Linked DNA regions of Mus musculus: regions 2 and 3 are each linked to region 1. Evidence: chromatin contacts called from public Hi-C and promoter capture Hi-C data. All regions are on one chromosome and are shown on one strand. Each heading gives the region's core, a stretch centred on a gene start, on an enhancer-like site or on the middle of the called end of the contact. The rest is flanking DNA. Distances are from core to core; before and after follow the strand shown. Region 1 holds the start of Irak3 (interleukin-1 receptor-associated kinase 3). Region 2 holds the start of Rassf3 (Ras association (RalGDS/AF-6) domain family member 3). Region 3 holds the start of Gns (glucosamine (N-acetyl)-6-sulfatase).

Evidence for each region. Promoter capture Hi-C pulls out the DNA fragments that hold promoters and counts their contacts. Hi-C and Micro-C count contacts between places; a contact is called where the count stands out from the background.
Region 2: a promoter capture Hi-C map of pre-B cells shows a contact between it and region 1, with 3 times the contacts expected there. The contact joins the promoter of Rassf3 here to the promoter of Irak3 in region 1. A contact is called at or near these places in 3 of 39 promoter capture datasets (the C10 cell line, liver and pre-B cells), 2 of 484 Hi-C or Micro-C datasets (B cells and embryonic stem cells) and 1 of 115 datasets of contacts at active chromatin or transcription factors (microglia).
Region 3: a contact with region 1 is called in a Hi-C map of B cells, with 9 read pairs. The contact joins the promoter of Gns here to the promoter of Irak3 in region 1. A contact is called at or near these places in 4 of 39 promoter capture datasets (the 3T3-L1 cell line, HPC-7-derived erythroid cells, hippocampal neurons and 1 more), 2 of 484 Hi-C or Micro-C datasets (B cells and the G1E-ER4 cell line), 2 of 115 datasets of contacts at active chromatin or transcription factors (the NIH/3T3 cell line and large pre-B cells) and 3 of 9 other capture datasets (adipose tissue, macrophages and pancreatic islet).

Annotation. Positions count from the first base shown.
Region 1 is chr10:120,199,232-120,203,997 of GRCm38.p6, reverse strand. It overlaps Irak3 (interleukin-1 receptor-associated kinase 3), which reads left to right and starts at 2,401. Exons shown (of 12, transcript NM_028679.4): 1 at 2,401-2,671. The coding sequence starts at 2,539. It overlaps Gm38500 (predicted gene, 38500), which reads right to left and starts at 2,408. Exons shown (of 3, transcript NR_166661.1): 1 at 2,149-2,408; 2 at 1,803-1,896; 3 at 1-1,050.
Region 2 is chr10:121,474,031-121,478,796 of GRCm38.p6, reverse strand. Rassf3 (Ras association (RalGDS/AF-6) domain family member 3) reads left to right here and starts at 2,547. Exons shown (of 5, transcript NM_138956.3): 1 at 2,547-2,794. The coding sequence starts at 2,687.
Region 3 is chr10:121,362,235-121,367,000 of GRCm38.p6, reverse strand. Gns (glucosamine (N-acetyl)-6-sulfatase) reads right to left here and starts at 1,911. Exons shown (of 14, transcript NM_029364.4): 1 at 1,643-1,911. The coding sequence starts at 1,810. It overlaps Gm51786 (a long non-coding RNA gene), which reads right to left. Exons shown (of 3, transcript XR_003948972.1): 3 at 3,734-4,067.

The DNA.
Region 1 (4,766 bases), core at 1,152-3,651:
AGGAGCAGTCGGGTGCTCTTACCCACTGAGCCATCTCACCAGCCCCATCAGGGTGTTTTAACCCAGAAACAGGAAACAAAACGGAGACCGAGGGAGCCTTACATGCATGCAAGCATACAATTGATGTCCTAGATTCCTTTGCGTTTAAAACTGGGCTACTTTAGAGCTACCGAGGTTTATCTAGCACACAGCTTGGAATCTGAAGATCGAAGATCGAGTAGCCATGTCTGGCCAGCCTCAGAATGCGACTGAGAAGTTACTTGAGAGCGTCAAGCAGCTTGCATTGAAGGGATCTTAACGCAAGAAAGAAGGCAAGCAACATACTGAGGGAGCCGAGCCCTTCTTATCACAGTCTCCCTTTGTAGAATGAAGCTCTCCTAGCTCATGACGGCATCTTTCTTCAAGCTTCGTTTTTCAATTGACAGCGACAGATAGTAATAGGACTGAGGCTGCCCAGAGGATGTGAGTGCCAATGCTGTGCAAGAAAGACTTGGGTGGCACTGAGGAGAACCGTTTGAGGGGTGCAAAGTGGCCCGATTGAGAGTAGGGTAAGAGAAAGTGATGGTGAGACTACACAACTCTATGAGGAAGAAAGATGCAGAACATTTTGTTTTGAAGGCCGAAAAATTAGTATCGTATTTAAATTGTGATGGAGATGAGCCAGGCGAGTGAAGCAAAGTTAAAATCTCAGAGACAGACAACAACGGCTGCTCGCATACCCTTCTGTTAGAAGGAAAGGGTTTTAGGATCCAGAGCCGCTAAGAAAAGATGAGACTTATCTAGGGGTCTAGATGGTTCACCTCTAGAGATGAGAAACACGTTTATTATGGCGTGGACAGGAAGCACTGAGAGTGCACGCTTGGCCACGTGGTTCCCAGCTGGTGTAGTGTAGTGTAGTGTAGTGTAGTGTAGTGTAGTGTAGTGTAGTGTAGAGGTAAGCAGCTCACAGACACTGACTTCACGGATGGATTATGTCATTGGAGGCGTGGCTTTGGAGGGTGTATCTTGCCCCCAATCTCTTTCTCCTTGCCTCATGCCGCATTAGAAGACCTGGTGATGCAAACATTTTGAGTGTTACTGTTATTGTTATAGTGAGGATATTAAACATCCTCTGACTGCCCATATACTAAAAGCTTGCTTGCCAGCCTACAGTGCTGATAGGCGACTGAACCGGAACCAGATAGGTCTTAGTGCAAATAAATCAGATCCCTTGAAGGGAATTTGGTACCCTGGCCCTGTCCCCCTTCCTCCCTCCCTCTCTCTCATTTCCTGCCGCCATGGATCACTTACGCTATGACACTTTGGCTTCTCAGAGACCTCAAAAGACATTGGGGTCAAGCAACCATGGACTGAAGTTCCGAGGTTGTGTACCAAACAACTTCTTCTTTTGAAGCTGCTCGGTGGGGGCATTTTGTCAGAAAGCTAACACAACCACACATGGCGATTTCCTGTGCAGGCACACGTCTCAGGTTGCTTTTGTCTGGTCTAGAAAGTCAAAAAGAACCCTGTATCAATCTTCTCTCCCTCTGATGCTCAGCATGGTGGCATAGAGACCCTTTTTGGGGTGTAGCCTGATAAAACCGTAGTCCTTAGAATGAGGAGACTTAAGAAGTTTTGCTCAAACAGTTCTAACTTTGCCACTGTGGGTACTGAATGCCCAGGCACCATTGCTGCTGACCGCCAGGGGGCGCCATTCCAAAGACAAGCTCAGGGGATTGAAACAGGAGTTTGTTTTTCAGTGCCTGGTTATCATAAAATCTCCCACTTCATTTTCCCACCTCCTTTGTCAGTAGTATCCGTACCGTTCCTGCGGTGGTCATTACAGCATAAACGGTAGAATATTTCAACACACCAGCCAATGTTTCCTAAACTTCATTTTGCAAACTCGTTGAAGCACTGCGAGGAAAGAAAGGGAGACTGTAGTAAAACCAAGCGGCACGACGGCAGGGGTTGCCTTCTGCAGCAAGGATGAGCAGTTTGTTTGCCCAGGTTTGGCCTGTTTGTTGTGGTTTTCTTTTTATGTCCATTTCGCCCGGCGTGTACACGTTTCCTTCCGTTTAAAGTTATTTGGCAAAAACGTGTTTCTCGGTGAGCACGCATTTCTTTCCTGACGGGACAAAGAGAAACTTTAAAAGATGTAACACAAACCTCTTAGATCCATCGTGGCCAGGAGGCCGCCCGTCCCAGAGCAGCAGAGGGGTGGCGGCTTTCCCGGATTCCAGCCGCTGTTCCCCGCCCTCATTTTCTTGGCTGGTCTCCTGGGTCATGTCCCAAGACGGGGACGGACAGAACGGTTCATAACAAAGATGACCTGGGGTGCGGCGCGCAGGGTCGCGGGACAGCGGCTAGGAGCAAGGGCAGCCCAGGTCTCGCAGGGCGCATCCCTGGGGAGCGGCTCCCTACGTCACGTGGGGCCCGCCCTGCGACGGCGTGTTGCAAGCTCCGGGCAGCCGTCGTGGAGCTGAATTTCCGCGGTTGTGAAAGGCGGTGACAGCGGCGACCTCCCTGCTTCTCTGCGTGGGGTCCCGGGACTCCGCGATGGCCGGCCGGTGCGGGGCCCGTGGCGCGCTGTCGCCACAGTTGCTGCTCTTCGACCTGCCGCCCGCACTGCTGGGAGAGCTTTGCGGGATCCTGGACAGCTGCGATGGCCCGCTCGGCTGGCGGGGCCTGGGTGAGTGCGACTCAGACCTGCCGGTCCTCCCCCGCGAGGGACTCAGCAAACCCGGGGACCTGCCACTCACTCTCCTTCCCTCTCTGACAGTGGGGTACTGCTGTATCAAGTTAGGGGATTGGGTATGTCAGATGTCAAGAAAGCATCCCGTGCTGGGAAGAGATTCTCGCTTCACTCGGTTTGCAGTGTGCGCAGCAGTATGCAAATATTACCGTATGCAGGGCATGGCTACTGGCTCTACAACCCCTACATCAGATTTTTTTAATATTATAACTTCTTTTTTGAGATGCCGCTCAGTTGCTAGAGTGCTTACCTATAGATGTATGAAGCTGCATGTTCGATTCCCTAGCTTGGAATAAAACAGACAGTGGTAGTGCCAGTCATTGAGAGGTAGAAGTAGGCAGGACAGATGCTCAAGAGCATCCTCTCCTTGTAGAGAGTTCCTAGCTGGCTTGGGAAACATGAGACGCCATCTCAAAAACAAAAAGCAAACTTACTTTCTTTTCTTTCCTTTCTTTCTTTCTTTCTTTCTTTCTTTCTTTCTTCCTTCCTTCCTTCCTTCCTTCCTTCCTTCCTTTCTTTCTTTCTTTCTTTCTTTCTTTCTTTCTTTCTTTCTTTCTTTCTTTCTTTCTTTCTTTCTTTTCTCCTTTCCTTCTTCCTTCCTTCCTTCCTTCCTTCCTTCCTTCCTTCCTTTCTTTTAGAACTTTAAGATATCTATTCTTTGGTGTTTTTTGTGTGTGTATCCCACACTCCTCCCGCATCTAGAAGACAAATTCCAGGAACCAGTTCTCTCCTTCCACCACGGGATCCTGGGACAGAACTCAGATGGCATGCATAACCCACTTCGCTGTTTCCAATAAGTCTCCAATAATCTATAAGGGAAATGCTGTTTGCGGTGGATGTGATTTCCACTTTTCTTTCTTTCTTTCTTCCTTTCTCTCTCTCTCTCTCTCTCTCTCTCTCTCTCTCTCTCTCTCTCTCTCTTTCTTTCTTTCTTTTTAAGATTTATTTATTATATGTAAGTACACTGTAGCTGCCTTCAGACACTCCAGAAGAGGGCACCAGATCTCGTTACGGATGGTTGTGAGCCACCATGTGGTTGCTGGGAATTGAAGTCAGGACCTTCCGAAGAGCAGTCAGTGCTCTTTAACCACTGAGCCATCTCTCCAGCCCCGATTTCCACTTTTCTTAATTAAATGTTTTTTGCTTATTTGCCAAATCTACTGCAATAAAATTGTAAAGAAAGCCTCTTCATATTAATCTCAAAAGTTATCTTCAAATATCCATTTTATGCAGATTTGGTAAACTGAGCAACTACATATTGTAAAGTGGTGATATAGTAACAAAAAAGCTCAGCCGGGCATGGTGGCGCACGCCTTTAATCCCAGCACTTGGGAGGCAGAGGCAGGCGGATTTCTGAGTTCAAGGTCAGCCTGGTCTACAGAGTGAGTTCCAGGACAGCCATGGTTACACAGAGAAACCCTGTCTCGAAAAACAAACAAACAAACAAACAAACAAAAAGCTCAGGCAAAGTCTATGCTTTGTTAAATACAAGTGTTCTCTTTGGAGTTAGATGATAACTCATGCTGTTGTAGTTAATGTTACTTGAAAATACACATGAGTATTTTAAAGCAGCTTTATCTAAAATAGTGGTTTTTTTCCTTTGTGGTTGGCAAACAATATGCTTATAATTTCTGAAACTGTAACAGTTATGTAAAAATGGTTTGGAGAATGGGCTTAGGGTAATTGTTCAGTCATAGACTGCTTTCTTCAAATGAGGAAAGTCCTTGGCTCCATCCTTGGCTCCTAAACAATTTCTTCAGTGAACATCTCAGAAAAGGCTACTTGGAATCAAGTCTTCCCGACTTCAGGAAGACGAAGCTGTTTCCATTTCCAGCCTTCATTTGAGAGAGAAGATTCCTCTCCTATCAGATTGTTCCCTATTCAAGCTAGATCATGGCATAGTGAGTATTTGCGTATATAGACTTACTAAAATTACTGCATTTTTTAATACATCTTTTTTATTGGATATTTTCTTTATTTACATTTCAAATGTTATACTCTTTCCCGGTCCCTGCCCCCCCGAACCCCTTTT
Region 2 (4,766 bases), core at 1,298-3,797, 1.3 Mb before region 1:
TCAGGAGAACTGACAGCACAAAGCTGCCCTCTTCCTTCCACAGGCAAGCCATGGCAGGGGCACCTGCCCACAAACACTAATTTCTAAAAGTTAAAAGGCAGCAAGCCTAAATGATTCTGATGGGGTGCTGACAGCCATAAAATGTAATGTAGACTCTTCCCCTTAAAAATAACATCAGGGGGCTGGCGAGATGGCTCAGTGGTTAAGAGCGCCGACTGCTCTTCCGAAGGTCCGGAGTTCAAATCCCAGCAACCACATGGTGGCTCACAACCATCTGTAACGAAATCTGATGCCCTCTTCTGGAGTGTCTGAAGACAGCTACAGTGTACTTACATATAATAAATAAATAAATCTTTAAAAAAAATATCATGAAAGGGCAGGGCAGTGGTGGTGCACGCCTTTAATGCCAGCACTTGGGAGGCAGAGGCAGGCAGATTTCTGAGTTCGAGGCCAGACTGGTCTACAAAGTGAGCTCCAGGACAGCCAGGAGACCCAAAAGCAAAAGAAAACAAAACAAAAACCAATCCAAACCATGAAAGATCTTTTCTGTTTCTGTGTCTGTGTCTACTCTAGGTGACGCATGGATAATATAATATAAATATAATAATATAATAAAACACGTTTGTTAAATCGTTTACCCCAGGCTGGAGAGATGGCTCAGGTCACAAGGTCCTGAGTTCCCAGCAACCACATGGTGGCTCACAACCATCTACAATGAGATCTGGTACCCTCCTCTAAAGGCATACATGCAGGGAGAACATTATATACATAATAAATCAACAAATCAATAAATCTTTAACCCACCCACTACTCAAACTGGAGTATTTAACTGAAGCCCCTGTTATTTCAATATGGCATTATCTGAATGATGTCACAGTAGGAGTTAAAGAAGACAAATCTTGCATGGAGTGATTGTCCTCTTCTCTTACATTTGGCTCCTAAGTACACAAGGAACCTGTAAAGTAAGGCTTTCCGGCTAAAGGAAGAGTAAAGCCAGACTCTGCTTTCTAGTCATCCATAGTCGAGTGGTGCCTGGGAAGAAGTCTTTCAAGTAAGGGCTTTAAAATAGGCTGTGACTCTAAGGCCCCTCTGGGGGTGAGTTCCCTGGAGTGAAAGGCCAGTTTGCATGCTGAACACGTGAATAAATCTGCAGGAAGGCAGATAAGTCAGCCTTCTTTCTGCCCGAGGGAGGAAGGAACTACACAGGAGCCATTTCTTTCCCTTGTCCCAGACTTCTCTCCGGTCTGGCTTTCCCCCCTTCTCGTTCTCAAGTGACGATTAGGCACTCAGTCCTGATTCCAGGAAGGGTACACAAAAACGCCACAGAAGCAGCGGGTCTCAGCCTGAAGGCGACTGCTACCTTTATGTTTTAGTCACAGCACTGGGGGAGTAGAGGAGAAAAGGGCTTAGCCATAAGCAATGACGAGTTTCTCTTTTAAAAAACTCCTTAAAAAACAAAACAAAAATTCTGCTACGGCCTGCATATCATAGCAGCCTTAAAGCTTCAAACCCTCTTTCCCATCAAGGTCTCTTGCAAGCAAGTTAGTAGGACTCAAGTCAACTCCATCACGCCAAGGGGAAAACGACCCCCCAGGTCACCCTAAGCAAAAAAAAAAAAAAAAAAAAAAAGTCGCATTTTAAAAATTTAGCAGATTCCCGAAGGGAAACCTTGTTTTTTGTTGTGTGGGTGAGAACGGAGTGGTCTAATCTACTTGCTCCCCCATGGGGTGACCATGTAAGGTTGCTTGTGGGAGGCGACATTTCCAAAGTGCATTTAAATTAAAAGTACTGGATTGTTCGGTGATTATGAAATTTGTCCCCCAAATTCTCAACTGCTTTAGCCATCCACATTTGGGACACGCCTTCGCCACAGGGAGGCGGGAAAGCTTTACCACCGAAGTTCAAAAGAACCAGAGAGGATGTTTTCTTTCAAATAAGCACAACCCAGTCGCTCTTACCCCACCCACCTCTGCTAACTTATAACGGTTTGGGAGGGGCCAGCCGCACGCGTGGCTCGACCCCCTCGACCCAGACCGTTTCCACCAAGGCCGAGCCCGAAGGAGAGTGGGAAAAGTTCTCCATTATATTGCCGCCCTCTCCAAAACTTCGGCTCCAGTGACGGGAAATCACTGAGGAGTTTGCAGATTCCGGGAGGTTGGGGAAGCCCTCGGGAGAACTGTTCCAGCAGGGGCGGTGCTCGAACCCACCTTCCTCCAACAGTCCACCGGTGCTAGGACGGAGGGGCGTGGCTGAGGGCCGCGGGCGGGGCCCCACCTGCGCGCGCGGAGCTGGGCAGGACGCAGCAGCGGAGGCCCGTGGGGCGGGGCCTGGGCGGGGCCTTGGTAGCAGGGGCGTGGCGTGTGCTGGGTCCTTGACGGGCTGGGGGCGGGGTCTTGGCTGGGCGGGGTCTGGTTTGAGGTGGGTGGGGCCTTGCCAGGCGTGGGGGGCTGGGTCCAGGAGGGGGCGGGGTCGTGGCGCACCAGAGCCGGGAGGCGCCCGGAGAGGGCGGCTGATCCTGCGGGAGGGGACCAGACGGCGGCTTGAGCGGCGGCTGCAGCTGCAGCAGGACGGCTTGCCGGCGGCTCGGGGCCGCGCGCCGGGAACCTCACGGGGCGGGCGGGCGCCGCACCCCGGCCTGGCCGCCTGCGCCCCGGGGAGGCCCCCTGCGCGCAACCGGACCAGCAGCATGAGCAGCGGCTACAGCAGCCTCGAGGAGGACGAGGACTTTTTCTTCACCGCCAGGACCTCCTTCTTCAGGAGAGCGCCTCCGGGCAAGTCCCGTTCGGGTCAGCCGGTGAGTGGCGTGCTCGGGGGTCTTGGCTCCACGTGTCTGCGCCCGCGCTGGGCGATGCTCGCCCGAGGGCTGCGGGGCTCTGAGAGTGGCCTTTGCCCTTTCGGCGCCTGAAAGGTGCTGGGAGCCTGTGCAGTGGGCGTGGGCCGCCCGAGGCGAAGGAAGGAGGTGGAAGGGCGCGGAGCCAGATGGCCTGGGCCTCTCTGCTTGGGGGACGCCGGCTGCGGGAGCAGCTCCAAAGAGCCGGGAGGTCCCCGGGCCACTCGGGATGGCTCCCCCGACAGCCCTTCGGGGCGACGGCCGGGTCACCGCGCCGTCCTGGCTGCAGTTTGCTTCTAGCTGCAGTTTGCTCGATGGCCCTGAGTGGCTTGAGGGCACGCAATAGCCCAAAGTGACCGAGCAGCCCCGGTGCGGGCAAGCTGCAGGGTAAAGGGACCGGGCGATCGTCGGTGCTCACTAAAGTCTGGGTCTCATCAGGTCCGGTTTGCGGGTCCTGCGGACGTCCTGGGTAGACTTAGCTCCAGAGGGCTGAGCCTTACGCCGATTTCTTCCTTTTTTGGAGGAAGGGTGCCGTGGGAAGCGTGGCTTGGGAAAAGACAGTACGGGAAGTTGTGCCAGTTTCACAGATCGGGACAGGGATTATTATTATTTTTTTTTAGGGGCGTCTTCCAAATGGGGCACTTTGGCCGGACTTGTAAGGTCGGCGCTTAACCGGTGGCCTTCTGGCCCTGGAAGCCGCACCAGGGAGCCTGGCCAGCTCGGCCACGCTCTCGTCAGATATAGGAGCTTTAACGGAACAAACTTGTTGCTCCTAAAAACACCACAGACGCACACCAGAGGTTTCTGTCAACTCTGGAGATGAAAAACAAGAGAAACTAATCGTTCAGAGGCCCAGTGATGGGGATTTTGGTGGAGAGAAATCTCTGCCCAGACTGCCCTTGCCAACCCTTTTAAGTTTAACAGGCCGTTGTTTTCTAAAGTAAAACTCCTTTATCAGATTTGGAAGTTCTAGGCTTTTTGGTCTATTAGATTTCCAAACTAAGAGGAGGAGGAGGGTGAAAGGCTAGGATGAGGTCATTATTGCTAACAACTAGTCCCCTAGTGAAGGGCTAGCTAGGGTGGGTGGTAGCATGCCTTTATCCTCAGACTTCAGGTTGCTCCGTTTACTAGGGTGACCTTTTATTTTCAGTAGAATGTGCTAATGGGGGAATTTGGAAGTCAGAGATTACCCACGACTCCCACTCCCACACTGCCTGGCCTACCTCCTGTGGGGCAGACAAGAAATGGCCTTTTCCCCCTTTCTCATCTAGTTTTTCCCTCATTGGGGTTCTTCACCACTTTACATATTCCCCTCCCGTTTGCCTTGTAAAGAGCTTGAGCCAGTTTGACTTGTATTCCAGAAGTGCCTGGTAATTTCCAGAAAACCAGGGGGTTCTTGAATTCTACCGGTGTGGGAGTCCCCTCCACGGGGGTCCAGCCAGAATGCTGTGGTTGGAAGTCAAGAATCTTGTTCCTGCTTTTTAGTAGTTGAAGCGGCAGCTGGGGATGTAGCTAGTAGCTTGCCTAGTACTTACTGCATAATATGGGGTTGTAGTTCACAGTAGTGTGTCTGTCTGTCTGTCTGCCTGTCTGTGTGCAGGCAGGAAGATCAGCAATTCAAGGTCATTATCCAGACCCCCCCCCCCTTCACACACACACTTTAAGCAGCATTTCTGTGAGGTTTATGTACATTAAGAGAGTCTAGGTTATACGTAACCACTTTGGTAACCGTCCTCTAACTGTGTCTGTATATATCATGCAATATTGTCCATTGAGCACTGACATGACTGTATGACGTGTTGAAAATCAGGGCAGTAACATCCACTTCCTGGGTGGAGCCATTCACTGTCTATTTGAAGCTCTGTGGCCTGTTTTCTGGCATCACACGCGTGTGTTAAAGAAAGGGCTCTTGGTTAGAAGGGTTTCTGAAGCCTGA
Region 3 (4,766 bases), core at 662-3,161, 1.2 Mb before region 1:
GTCTTCTAACCTCCACTCTATTCAGGCCACTGTGTGCACATACGCTCCCCCTATACACACATCCTACTGGTATAAAGAAGCAAACAGAAAAAGAGAAAGTTCTAGAGGCAAGTACCATTAACACAAAGTGAAAGACCTCGACTATACACAGACAACAGCTGTGCTAAGTGACAGTCACTAAGCTGGGGCACCTTATATGTAAGTAGTGGATTTTGTTTCCAACAGCAGTATTAAGGCTGACCTGTTGAGTACTCTGGGAGAGACAGCATTTTTTTTTTTTTCCTGAACAAAATACTTTTTTTTTTTTGAAATCCCAGCACCGGTGAAACAGAAGATGGATCTCTGTGAGTTCAAGGCTAGCCGCGGCTATACAGTGAGACCCTGTCTCAAAACGAAACAAAACACAACCAAACAAACGAAATAAAGCAAAGAGAAAGAGAAAGAAAGAGAAGAGAGCTATGGGAACTGTTGGAGGGAGGGATAATAAAACCTAAGAGGGAATTAAGTCAAGACTTTTGGTACAGGGGGTGGGGGCTCGCTCTGAGAGAGAACTGGCTTAGCAGGCCCTCCAGCAGGGTGGGAGGGGAGAAGAGATTCAACATCCTTATGGCTCAGGGGATACCACAACAGCAACAAGGCGATGAATGGGATCTATGTAGATATAGAGAAGGGCCAAGGGGATTGGTAACAGAACACCATCTAGAAAAAGACAGTTCGCGGAAGGCAAAGTGTTACTGCCCAGCCCAGAAATACACAGGCTCTGCTAACCATTATCACATGTGACACGTGGAAAACCAAAATGTTGGCTCACTAGACTCATTTCACAACTCACTGATCAGCTGGGACCAGCAACTTGAAGGACATTGAGCCAGGGTTAATGACCACACAGGAAAAAGTAGGACCCTCCTGCTTAGAGGTTTCACAGCTACCGCAATCAGCTGAAAGCAGAAGGAGAACCGAAAGAGGGAGAGAGTCTCGACTTGTTTCTTTTTCCTTTTTAGTGAGAGCAATGCTGACCCAGGACGGAATACCATTGGAGGGTTGGTCCTAATCTGCCTCCTCCCGCTCAGTGCTTTGGGCAAATCCCTAGAGCACCAATGGATGGAGATTGGCGTTCATGTTCCCAAAGGTCAAATTCCGGAACCTCGAAAGAGCAGAAGTGACTGGGAAGGAAATGCAGTCTTCATGACTAACACCCATTAGACCTAAATTGGAGCCCTGACAGTAATGCCTCAGCCAACTGTTCGATTAGGCCAATTGATTTTGGTTTTGATGCTTCTTAAGCAAAAACACTCTCTGTCAATAACAGCTCGACAGCCTACAAACCCACTTTTATAGCCACCACAGAAGCACGGATGCCGACGTCCCAGGTCCTCCGTGAAGAGGGCTGACGTGGCCTCGGATCTCCCTAATCAATCACTGGCCTCCACAGGTTTGCCCTGAGCGGCGAGTGTCCACTGCAGCAGTAAGGTCCAGGCTGGAGGCACCGTGCGCACGGTGCGAGCCTGTGGGTGAGCTCGGGGGAGGAAGCCGGGTCCCATGACTCGTCCAAGCTCCCGGAGGGCCCGGAGTGACCGCGCACAGCCACCCACGGCCAAGCGGCCCAGCAAAGGGGCAAGGGGAGGGCGTGGACACGAGTTACCATGCCGCCGAGCTCCGCGTCCTGGTCGTCGGTGAGCAGCAGCAGCACGTTGGGCCTGCGAGCCGCCCCCACGAGCCCCAGGCAGCCTCCCAGCAGCGGCAGCAGCAGCAGCGCCGGCAGGCGGCGGGGACGGCCCGGCCGGGGCCCGGCTGCCGAAGGGAGCCGCATGGCGGCCAAGCTCCGCGGGGGAACCGAGAGCTGCGGAGAGACGCCGGTGAGCGCAGGAGACGGGGTCAGGCTTTCTCTCCCTAGGCGAGATCACGTGAGGCGGGGCAGGGGGCGGGGCGCGTCGTCACGTGACGGGCGGCCGTGGGCGGGGCCTGGGGAGCGGCGGAGAGCCCGGGCGCTGGGCAGGGCTGGACAGAGCTAGGACCGCGCGGAGCCTGGCCTCGCCACTGGTTAGGCCTGCTCCTGATGCTGCAGGAGGAAGGACAGAGCACCGGAGATGAAGACAGGAGTCAGTCCGCTCATCTTCCCTCCAGAGTGAAGCAGCGCACGTGCTGTGAACACAAGATCAGCTGCTGGTTAAAGTCCCGGCCAGTCCTGGGGTTAATGGACAGCTCTGCCTGTGTCCTTTGACTTTTCACCTGTCGAGGTGAAGTTCTCATTTGGCTCAGCTGTTGTTATTCCACTTTCCTCGGCTGGCATGTACTTTCAAACAATTTAGGAACGTCTTTACGACGCTAGGAGCTCTGGTCAACGTTTCAAGTTTTAATCACACTTTAATTTACATTTATTTTTGTGGGTTTTGCGTGCTCACGCACCTTCCGCGGCACGTGTGTGGAGGTCGGAGGGCATCTTGCGGGCGTCAGTGCTTTCTTTCTGTGGAGTGAGTGCAGGGGATCTAACTCAGGCCCTCAGGCTTGGCGGCAGGTGCCTTGGCATCTTGGCCAGTCCTACTTGGTGAGTTTTTGCAAGCCTTCTTGGAAACTTAGAAGTGCATGGCTCAGTGGTTACGAGTACTAACTGCTGCTCTTCCAGAGGTCCTGAGTTCAAATCCCAGCAACCACATGGTGGCTCACAACCATCTGTAATGACATCCGATGCCCTCTTCTGCTGTGTCTGAGGACAGCTACAGTGTACTTATAATAAATAAATAAATAAATAAATAAATAAATCTTAAAAAAGAAAAGAAGTGCACGACCAGTAGCAACACATCCTTTGTTGAATGAAACCTCAAAAAATATTTTAAGTTAGCTAAAAAGTTAAGTTGCTGTTAGGGATTCCTGCGAGGTCAATGCACGATATACCAAGTGAGCACTGTTCTATGCAGAACAAAAGAAGGTACAGCCATTTGCCAGTTGATTGTGTGTTGGACTCACACCTTTGCGATTTCTTTTTAAAAGATTTATGTGCATGAGTGTCTGTCTGCATGCATGTATGTGTACTATGCTTGCCTAGTTCCTGGGGAAGTCAACGAGAGCGTCTGACCCTTGGGACTGGAGTTACAAATGGTTGTGAGGCACCACGAGGGTTCCTGGGAGTTGACATGGGTCCTCTGCAAGAGTACCATGTGCTCTTAACCACTGAGACATCTGTCAGACAACTGGACACAGAACCTTCGAAAAGTATTTTTCTTTTTTTTATTTTACATCTAAAAATAAAGCAGATAGTTTATAATAACATACAGTATTGTACAATTAATATAATATACAATAAAAATGTATAGGATCTCTGTGACCTATGAGACACGACAATGTAGTCCACCACTCACAGGACTGGAGTTAGAAAAAGAAGAAATAATTTTTTAAATGAAATAATAGCTTCAAAACGTCTAAATTTTGAGAAAATAAGATCCAAGGAACTCAGCCTCGTGCAGAAAAATCAGAGACAGTTTTCCCCTAGCCATGATGGCAAATACTCGCAATTCCAGCTCTTAGGACACTGGGAGAAAGAGGATTATACGTTTGAGGCTAACCTGGGCTTAGGCTATAAGAACCTGTCTAAAGAAAAAGAGTCTCGCTGGGCAGTGGTGGCGCACGCCTTTAATCCCAGCACTTGGGAGGCAGAGACAGGAGGATTTCTGAGTTTGAGGCCAGCCTGGGCTACAGAGTGAGTTCAAGAACAGCCAGGGCTACACAGAGAGACCCTGTCTCGAAAAAAAAATTTAAAAAAAAGAAAAGAAAAGAAAAAGAGTCATAAAAACTTACAGCTAGCCACCTACTTCACTGTAAAAGGCTACATAAATGTTAGCTTTCGAGGATGGTAACAAGAATGTTCGCTCTCAATACCCTGTTCAGCGTTATGGTTGCGGTTGTAGCCGTACAGAAGGAAATCATTCAGGCAGCTCCTCAGATGGCCATAAGGACGTAGTTCAATGGGGGAGGGTGCTTACTTAGCCTGACAGGAGCTCTATGTTCAAGTCCAAGGATTGCATAAATCGAGCCTGGGAGCAACACATTCGATCCAGCTGTAATCCCAGCACCTAGGAGGCCGAGATAGGAGCGCCTGAAGCATAAGGTTTTCAGCTACTAAGCTAGTTTTAAGCCAGATTGGCAAATTAATTAACTAGTTAATTAAGGGCCCATAAATAGATGCATCATAGTAAAAAAAAAATATGTTGAAAGACATAGGGAGGGAAGCAGCAAGAGAAACATGTTTACCTGTTACAAAGACTCCAAAGGACTCCAAGAAAACCAGCAGACACCAGACACAATGCAAGTCTCCTGGGCTGCTACAATGTTCTGCCCTCTACTTTAGCAATACCGCTTTGCACATGCGGGTTTGACTGTAGCTCACGTCAGAGTTATCATAAATTGTAGAGTTAGCCATGCTGAAAATTATGCTATGGGCCTAGTGCTGCTCAGAGGTGACCCCTGGGAAGTTTGTTCCTTTTTCAGCAACCTCTCCGATACACTGCCTCTCTATGAGATTTGGTCAGATTATCCATATATAGTTTAAGTGATACTAATTTAAAAAACGTAAAGTAATGTAAATGAGGAAAATAGCTAATAAAAATATTTTTAAAAAGTCAATGAAAAAAAACCCGTAAAGTATTTCTTACTTTTCTTTCTAAGATTTATTTATTTATTTATTTTATGTATATGAGTACCCTGACTTCATGCACACCAGAAGAGGGCATTTGGTCCCATTACAGATGGTTGTGAGCTACCTTGTGGTTGCT